Regions from separate parts of the Rattus norvegicus genome. Here region 1 is linked to region 2. A link is a contact called in public Hi-C data. All regions are on one chromosome and are shown on one strand. The core of a region is the stretch at or near the end of the contact, and the rest is flanking DNA. Distances in the headings are between cores, read along the strand shown. Region 1 overlaps Ncapg2 (non-SMC condensin II complex, subunit G2). Region 2 overlaps Esyt2 (extended synaptotagmin 2).

Region 1 (3,969 bases), core at 1,358-3,857, 82 kb before region 2:
GGGCCCAAGCCTACCGTGGCAGCTGCCACCCTTGCAGGTGACCCTGAGTTGTGTAGGCCAGCAAGCTGAACAAGTCAGAGAGCAAGTCAGTAAGCACTGCACCTAGACGGTCTGTTTCCAGTTCCTGCTTTGTCTTCTCTCCACGATAAACTATATAACCTGTGAGTTAAATAAATCCTTTCCTCCTTAAGTTGATTTTGGTTAGTGTTTTATCAAAGCAACAGAGAAGCAAACTAGAACAAACAGCAAGAATTTTTTTGTTTTGTTTATTTGTTTGCTTTTCAAGATAGGTTTTCTCTGTGTAGCTCTGGCTGTCCTAGAACCAGCTCTGTAGACCAGGCTGGCCTCAAACTCAAAGAGATCTTTGCCTCTGCCTTTGCCATGAGTGTAGGGATTAAAGACCTGTGCCACCACCACCCAGCAAGAAGCATTTTTGTACACTTTCCCCTTCTACCAGAATTTAGTTGTGATAAACATAGCCAAAACTATGTAAGTGACTGTAACAGTTTATAGAAAGTCAGGGTCATCTTTACAAAAGTTTAGTGTTAACATTTTCCATCACTCATAAAATGAAGAAAAATTCGATGGAATGTTTTTCTCAAGGGTGTAAAAAATACCTTTGAAAGCCTGAGAGTGTAAGATAATAAAGCGGAGGCACTGGAAACAATTACAGAAAGGGCTGTGCCAAGATCAGAGAGAGAAGACAATTACCTGACCACATCCGAAGACTTCATTATTACTCCCATTAAACTCCTTGAAAATGGAGGAAGGTCAGCAAGACATTGTGGTGAAGTCAGCTCTTCTATATCAGAAACCTAGAAATGTTTCAGATCAGTATATCATAAATGATCTAGAATGACAACTTGGTTCACACTGATTTGGGTTTCTTCTACCTGACAAAAGCATTTCAGAAACTCAAAAGAACAAGCTTTATTCACTACAGTTAGTTATGAATGTGGCATTATTTCACCCAAGGACATAGAAATAAAGGATATATCAATCACTTGGCAAGCCCTTTATCAAATGGCCTTTATCTAACTTGGTATCATCTTCTATAAACAATACACTTTATGCTAAGCCACTTTAACCAGTTCTCCTTCTCAGCCCAGATTAGAATTTCAGTCTCAGAATGCTGGTGTTTTGGTCTAAAGTTGCCCTGTGGTACAATGGGCAAGGTAGGGATATACTGTCCAGGCTATGCACTGCAAGATGTGGAACAGCATCCCTGGCCTCTGCTACTTGCTTGACAGAAGATACCTGTAACTAATGGGCTAGGTCCTCATAGGTCACACCCTGGACAACACTACTACCAGTCACATGAGGGTTGACAGGTCATTCACTGTTGAGTAAATTCCTCATGGAAACAGTTCCTGAAGTAATTTGTAGTTCCCACTCCCAGAGGAGGCTTGTGTCTGTTTTCTCCTGTAATAGCTGCAGTATGAACATCTCGCCTTATTTCTTCCTCCCTGTCTTTTGCCTAAGTCTTGCTGTCTTGGGCACATTACATTAAATGATAAGGTTTAGCATCCACCAACCTAAGTGTTGAGAATACATTTATGATACACTGAAAGCACTACTGAGTGAAATAAAGGTAATTTAAAATACAATAACACGTTTAGCCTATGTCAAAATAAAACACCTGACTACAGCAAAGATTCAAGGAAGCTCTAATAAGAAGACTATTACTAGGAGAGTCTTACGAAGTATAAGGTAAGGTGAATTCATTAAGGCACTGTGATGAACCCCAAGACCAGTAGTCCTCAACCTTCCTATAGCTGCTTACAGTTCCTCATGTTGCGGTAACCCCCCAATCAAAAAAAAAATTACTTTCATTGCTACTTCATAACTATAATTTTGCCACTGTTATGAATCATAATGTAAATAACTGTGTTTTCCAATGGTCTTAGGTGACCCCAGTGAAAGAAAGGGTCACTCAACACTCCCAAAGGAATTGTGGCCCACAGGTTGAGAAATAATATTCTAGAGAAACCAAGTAAAAGCCAATCCACAGAAAAGATAAAATGTAGCAATAGAAAAAGCTAGGCATGGTGGCTAATGCCTGTGAGCCAGTACTGCGGAGGCTGAGGCAGGGGTTTATCAAGAGTTCACAGCCAGGATGACCTAAGGTGTGAGTCCCTGTCTTGAATGCTGATGTAATTAAGCTCAACAGATAAACTATAAGCATCCAAATGAAGACACTAGTCAGAGTGAATTTTACAAACTAATTATACGGTATACTCACAACACCTTAACTATGAAGACAGGTCAGAAGTAAAATCTAAAAACAGAGTTCCTATACAAACAAGAAGCATGAGAAGACTAGATTGGCTACAAAACTAACAAAGCAGACTTTGTGAAGCATTATGGAAAACACATTTTCTTAAAGGAGTCAAAAATAGGACATAAAAAGAAACTGTATTCTTTAATGTGTATACCAACCAACCAGGAAGATCCCCAAAGGAAAACTGAAAAGAAAATAAATTAAAAAACAAAACAATCTGCAGTCAAGGAGAGGCCTTCAGAAGACCTGCCAGTCACCAGTGAGTACTCTTGGAAGGGGCAGAGCAGCGCACGTCTAACTAGGAAAGGACACGATCAGCTGCTGCTCTACTTGGCTCACACAGCACAGGGCAGTACAAACAAAATGAGCGAACTGGGCCGAGCCAGGCAGTTCAGGGTCCAGGTCCGTGCAAAGGCCACTAATTCTTTGTAACTTTAGCTGTGCAGCCTTCTGAAGCTAAGTCCTAATCCTAGATTTACTCAGATAACTATAAATTCTAATATATGTTTTAAAACTTGATTAACATCACATTGACATTTTATACAACAAAATTTGTAAGATTAAAATAATCTTTTTGGATTGAAGAAATAGCTCAGTGGTTAGGAGCACTAGTTCCTCCTGCAGAGGACCTAGGTTTGGCTCTTAGCATCATCGTGCTGCTTCAGAAATCATCTGTTGGGGTTGGGAATTTAGCTCAGTAGTGGAGCGCTTGCCTAGCAAGCACAAGGCCCTGGGTTCGGTCCTCAGCTCCGGAAAAAAATAAATAAATAAAATAAAAAATCATCTGTTAACTCCAGTTCCAATGAATCTGATGCCTTCTTTTACCCTCCACAGGCACCAGGCATGTACACACATACATATAAGCAAACACTCACAGACATAAAAACAGAGTAATTTGTATTTAATCATGCTGTATGCTGACATTTTGGCAAGTATTCTGGCAATGCCCCAGAGCTTTATGCCGATGTGCTAGCATCTGTGCAAGCATACTCAGGGAGTGGCGCAATGAGAATCTGCATCTTCATTTCTCAGAATACCCATGGTCAAGCAGTACATGACCATCTCTAAGTACATGCATTCAGTGAGTTAGTTCATTCTCCTCCAAGTCACTACATATGTACATGTGGCGCATCTCAGAGCCCAAGAAGATAAAGACCATACCGCATGCTCTCTATGGTATTCAATCACTTTCTGTGTTAGCTCAAACGATTCCCTGATCAGATCAATCTTTAACCAAAAAGGTTAAATCTGTGTAAATAAGAGTCTTCCATTCACCTTGAACTATGCTAGGAAAACAGATTTCAAAACTTCAAGTTTCTGGAGCTAGAGGGATGGCTTGACTGCTAAGAGAGCTTGTTGTTTTTACAGAATAACACAGGCTTAGGCCCCAGAACCCCAAAAGCACTGACAACAACCTGTATATCCAGTTGTAGAGTATCTGATATCCTCTATGGTCTCTGTGACCACCAGGTATGCATATGAGACACATAAACACATGTGGGTAAAACATCCATACATAATATTCAAGCTTCCTTTGGAGTGAAAAGAAAAAAAGACATGCAGAGATGTAAACCACTGTATACCAATTCAGTCCAGAGTAGTCCTGAACTGTCAGCCCAACTCTCCCTGAGAAACTATGAACTCACTCAAAAGTCTGAGACCCAGCATGATGTCCACATCTTGGAGCC
Region 2 (4,183 bases), core at 1,332-3,831:
TTGTCAATCTGTCCAGAAATGTTAGGACAGACAATTTTTCTGTCCTAACCAGAATAATAATTTCCCCCCTTTTTCCCACAAATTGTAAATCGTTTTATATACAGTGACAAAATTCATTGTCTCTCACGATTATTGAACCAGGGTAATCAAATGCATTTGTCTGTAGCCAGAGTTAGCTACTTTGTGGGTTCCTCTTTCTTCCACTGTTCTCCACCTCTTTCTTCCACCCTTTCAACCCAACTCTAGATAGGAGAGAAAAAATGATAGAGGAGAAAGAGGGGGTGATATTATCATTAGTTAGTAAACTAACTAATGCTGATTAGAGGTATCAAGTTCCTTGGAGCAAGTTTGATCATCACTGTCAGAACATCTAATTTCTTCTTGTTGTTTTCTTTATGCATGACTACATAACAAACCATGACCAACAGTAACCACCAGCAACCAACCACCACCAACAACCCAACCCACCTCTTGGGGCTCTAGCATTTACATACCCCCCCGAAAAGTCCCCAAAGTTCCAAATGACACACAATTGCAGCAACTACCAGAAAATCACCCAACCCCACCCCTGCTAGAGCACAAGGCAAACAACAGTTAGTTGCTGTGGACAATCTGAAGCAGCCCCATATCCCGTAGCTGGGATTAAAACAAAAACTATTATAGTATTTCTGTGTTTAAAAAAGAAACCAAAATGCCAAAACCATCATTAAATTTGTCTTCTTAAGTTTGTAAAATAGTTTCCAAGATGAATTTTTAGTACTTTCCAAGCTTCTCTGAGAGGATTTAGCAACTGAAGAGGCTTCAGTTAACTGTAGGTGTTGCCAAATTAGAAAGCCTATTCCAGGTATTTAAAAAAAAACCATCCTTGTACTTCGGTTGCAGAGAGACGTAGATATATAGACATACAGAGACCATGCATGTGCCTGTGGAGTTGAGAGGACAACTTGCTAGAGTGTGTTGTCTGAGCATTCTAGAGATTTGATCATTAGTTTTGGCAGCAGGTGCCTTTACCTGCTGAGCTATGTTTTATTCCAGTAGGTTCCTAAATCACATCTCTGGTTCACAAAGAGTTAATGAGTTTCCAGCCTCTCACCTGGCCAGCAAGAGGTCCTTGAGCTATAGATAAAAGAAACCAGTGCTTATTAAAGCACAGAACAGTAAGAAAGAGTTCAAGTTTTCAGAAGCTATCAGTTTCTGGCCCCCAGAACAGTAAGGGAGGGTTACAAGGCCATAGATCATCCAATGCCATGTCTTGCCCAGTACTGTTCTACTGTTCTACCATAAAGGCTGGGGCAAGCCTCTGGCGTGTGTCTGTGTGTGTGTGTGTGTGTGTGTGTGTGTGTGTGTGTGTGTGTGTGTGCGCGCGCGCACACGCACACATACAGATATATACACATACATACATATATACAACAGATACATTTATATGGTGTAGATTCATTGCACAAGTGCATTTCACTCTGACCTCTAAAAACCTACTAGCATACTTTGATAATATTTACCCCTTCCCGTCATTCCATTCTCTCTGGTTCTCTTTGTCTTCCCCAACAATTCCACTTCTTTTTTGTCTTACTTTTTAAAACTTAAGCCTTCTGCACGTGAGAGAAAACACACTATCTTTTGTCTGAGTCTGGCTTATTGTATTCAACATGATGATCTATTTTCTTAAAAGTGCTCTGTTTTCACTCTGCTTTATGGTTGAAAAATATCATATTGTTCTATGTAGAGGAAAAGTGAAATTAGGTTTGCTTTGGCCCCTGCTGATCCTAATTCTCTTCTAAGTGCTCTGGCAGTAACTACAACACTCCCTGCTGGCATCAGGTTCTTCTCAGGGAAGAAAAGGACTCAGATACCCACCTTAGAGGAATGTGGCCAGGTAACAACAAATGTGTGTCAATATGTATGAGGATGTTGGTCACCACAAGTGGTGAAGACCTGCTTCCACTCATTTCTTCGGCTCCAATCAACAAGAAAGATGAGAAGAACCAGACCAGAAACACACAGCTGAGATGGAGCACCAGTGGAATAGGAATATAAAGACTCTAGCTGGACAGAAGTTTGAATAGGCAAAGTAGTATTGTGGCACTGGCAGACCCATGCCCTTGTATGACCAAGGCCTGTGGGCAGGATGGGAAGGCCCATGTAGGATTATGTATCTAAGTGCCTGTGGCTAAGAGCCCAGTGTTCCAGACTTTAGAGTTAGAAACATTTGGAACTCAGGCTGGAGTTGCATTGCTTTTTTTTTTTTTTTTTTAACTACCAGAAGCCCTAACAGCAGCAACAGCAGCAGCGACAGTAGATGGTGTTTGGTAGGTTAAGGCCAGAATAGGCTTTGGGGGGATGTTATCTCAAGATAACTACTGTCTAACAGTTTTCCGGTCTTGGGTCTCTAAGCCATTAGTGATTTTCTGGAACTCACCCAGAGACTAGGGCCTGCAGATTTTTTGTTTGTTTTGGTGTGGGGATGGGGGTGGGGGAGGGTGAGGCAGGGCAGAGAGCCAAAGGTGCAGAGTCCTCACAGCCTGCTAATCTTTTGTCAGCTTTGGCTTTCCCACCTCTTTGATCTTCTCTACTTTGAATATTCCTTGTTGCCTCTATTGCTTCTATTCCCCTTATCTCTGTCCCAGATAGTTTCTGGAACTCTTCAGGCATTCTGTGGTTACGACTCCTATTTCCTCCACCACTGCTACTCTTTATTGCCAATTCAGACATCTCTTTGTGTTACCAGCTCAGTCAAAAGTATTAATGAAGAAGCTCAAAAGTAGGCAAAAAAAAAAAAAAAAATCAACAGACACGGACACCTGTAAATAGGTTTAATGTGTAACAGTGAGAGGTAGCCCAAGAGGATGTCTCCCACCTGACTTGAAAAATGAACTGAACAGCCTGATTATAGAACCAGGAAAAGAGAAAGTGTGGCAACTCATACAAATGAAGAACAGTGTGAGTATCACCCATAGACTTTCTGATGTGCCACCAGGGGAGGTGATCCCCAACCCTGGCCTAGATTTCACTGAGACTTGTGATGGTCATAAAGTTGGACCAACAGAAGCCACAGTCACGTGTGGAACTGGTCTTCTGCAGAGAGCAGCTATGGCTGCAGACAGCTTCTTCACGGCATCTGATGAGTGTTCAAAGCATGCACCTGGCTTGCTGCCGGACTGAGAGTCTCCTGCTCCGGGCAAGTGGAGTCCAGCAAAGGGTCTACCAGCTGTCAAGGATTCATATGTGCCTGGCCCTTGAATACCTTAGCTTATTTAAATGAAAAATGAACATTAAAGCTGGTGCTTAAAATAAAGGTCTGTCATTTATAGTCACAGTGCTTTAACAGCATTTCATATTACTTAACAGTTCCTTACTTTTAACAAATATTGTTGAGGATAGCTGGGTTATTTTATCTATCTCACAAGTTCTGGTATTAAATATGTGGAAAAGGGGTTGGGGATTTAGCTCAGTGGTAGAGTGCTTGCCTAGCAAGCGCAAGGCCCTGGGTTCGGTCCCCAGCTCCGAAAAAAAAAAAGAAAAAAGAAAAAAGAAAAATAAATAAATATGTGGAAAAATACCACTCAAATACTAACTAGTCAGGCATTGTGGTCACAGTGCCATAAAACTAATATAACCATTTACACCCAAACTTTAATACATATGAGAGGAACAGACAAGTGTACAATTGGCACAGCACCTTTTTACTTTTCCTCAATCAGAAACCAAACAATGAAGCCCTTGTTCACACCTTCTATCTCAGCACCTTGTCTGGGGACTTCTTCGAGTTTCAGTCTTACTTATTAGTCTATTTTTCCTACTCAATCATTACCCTTCAAAGAGTCTGTAGCTACATGGAGGAGAGGCAAGTTAGGATGGGAACAAGAGGAATATCAAACCACGTGGACGGTGAAAGATGCACAAACAGCAAGTATACCTGATACGGCATGTGGGCTTTCCAAACTAACTGTTCCCACGCTAGACTTGTTCATTTCGAGAGACAAACAAAAAACATTCTACAAGTACACTAACATAAAAGTTTTATTGAATAAATACATGTGCTGTTATGTAAAATTAAGCAAAAAGGACATTCTATGACTAAAACAAACAAAAAACAAATACCACCCTCTGTGGTCCACCTCTACCATGGGCAATCCAGATGGAACCGGTCGCTGCAGCAGTTGGTACTCTCCGCAGCTGCCTG

Evidence for each region. A called contact is a pair of places that touch in the nucleus more often than the background predicts.
Region 1: a contact with region 2 is called in a Hi-C map of liver, with 2.3 times the contacts expected there. The contact joins two enhancer-like sites. A contact is called at or near these places in 2 of 12 Hi-C or Micro-C datasets (kidney and liver).

What each region holds. Positions count from the first base shown.
Region 1 is chr6:143,537,724-143,541,692 of GRCr8, reverse strand. It overlaps Ncapg2 (non-SMC condensin II complex, subunit G2), which reads right to left. Exons shown (of 28, transcript NM_001427667.1): 25 at 712-815. Among named protein-coding and RNA genes, the nearest start is that of Ptprn2, 43 kb to the left of the region's middle. Within about 2 kb of position 2,607, at least 5 of the 93 cell types and tissues checked have an H3K27ac peak or open chromatin away from gene starts, as enhancers often do. A contact at or near this core is called in liver, where this site is marked.
Region 2 is chr6:143,455,414-143,459,596 of GRCr8, reverse strand. Esyt2 (extended synaptotagmin 2) reads right to left here. Exons shown (of 22, transcript NM_001271169.1): 22 at 3,997-4,183. Among named protein-coding and RNA genes, the nearest start is that of Ncapg2, 28 kb to the left of the region's middle. Within about 2 kb of position 2,581, at least 7 of the 93 cell types and tissues checked have an H3K27ac peak or open chromatin away from gene starts, as enhancers often do. A contact at or near this core is called in liver, where this site is marked.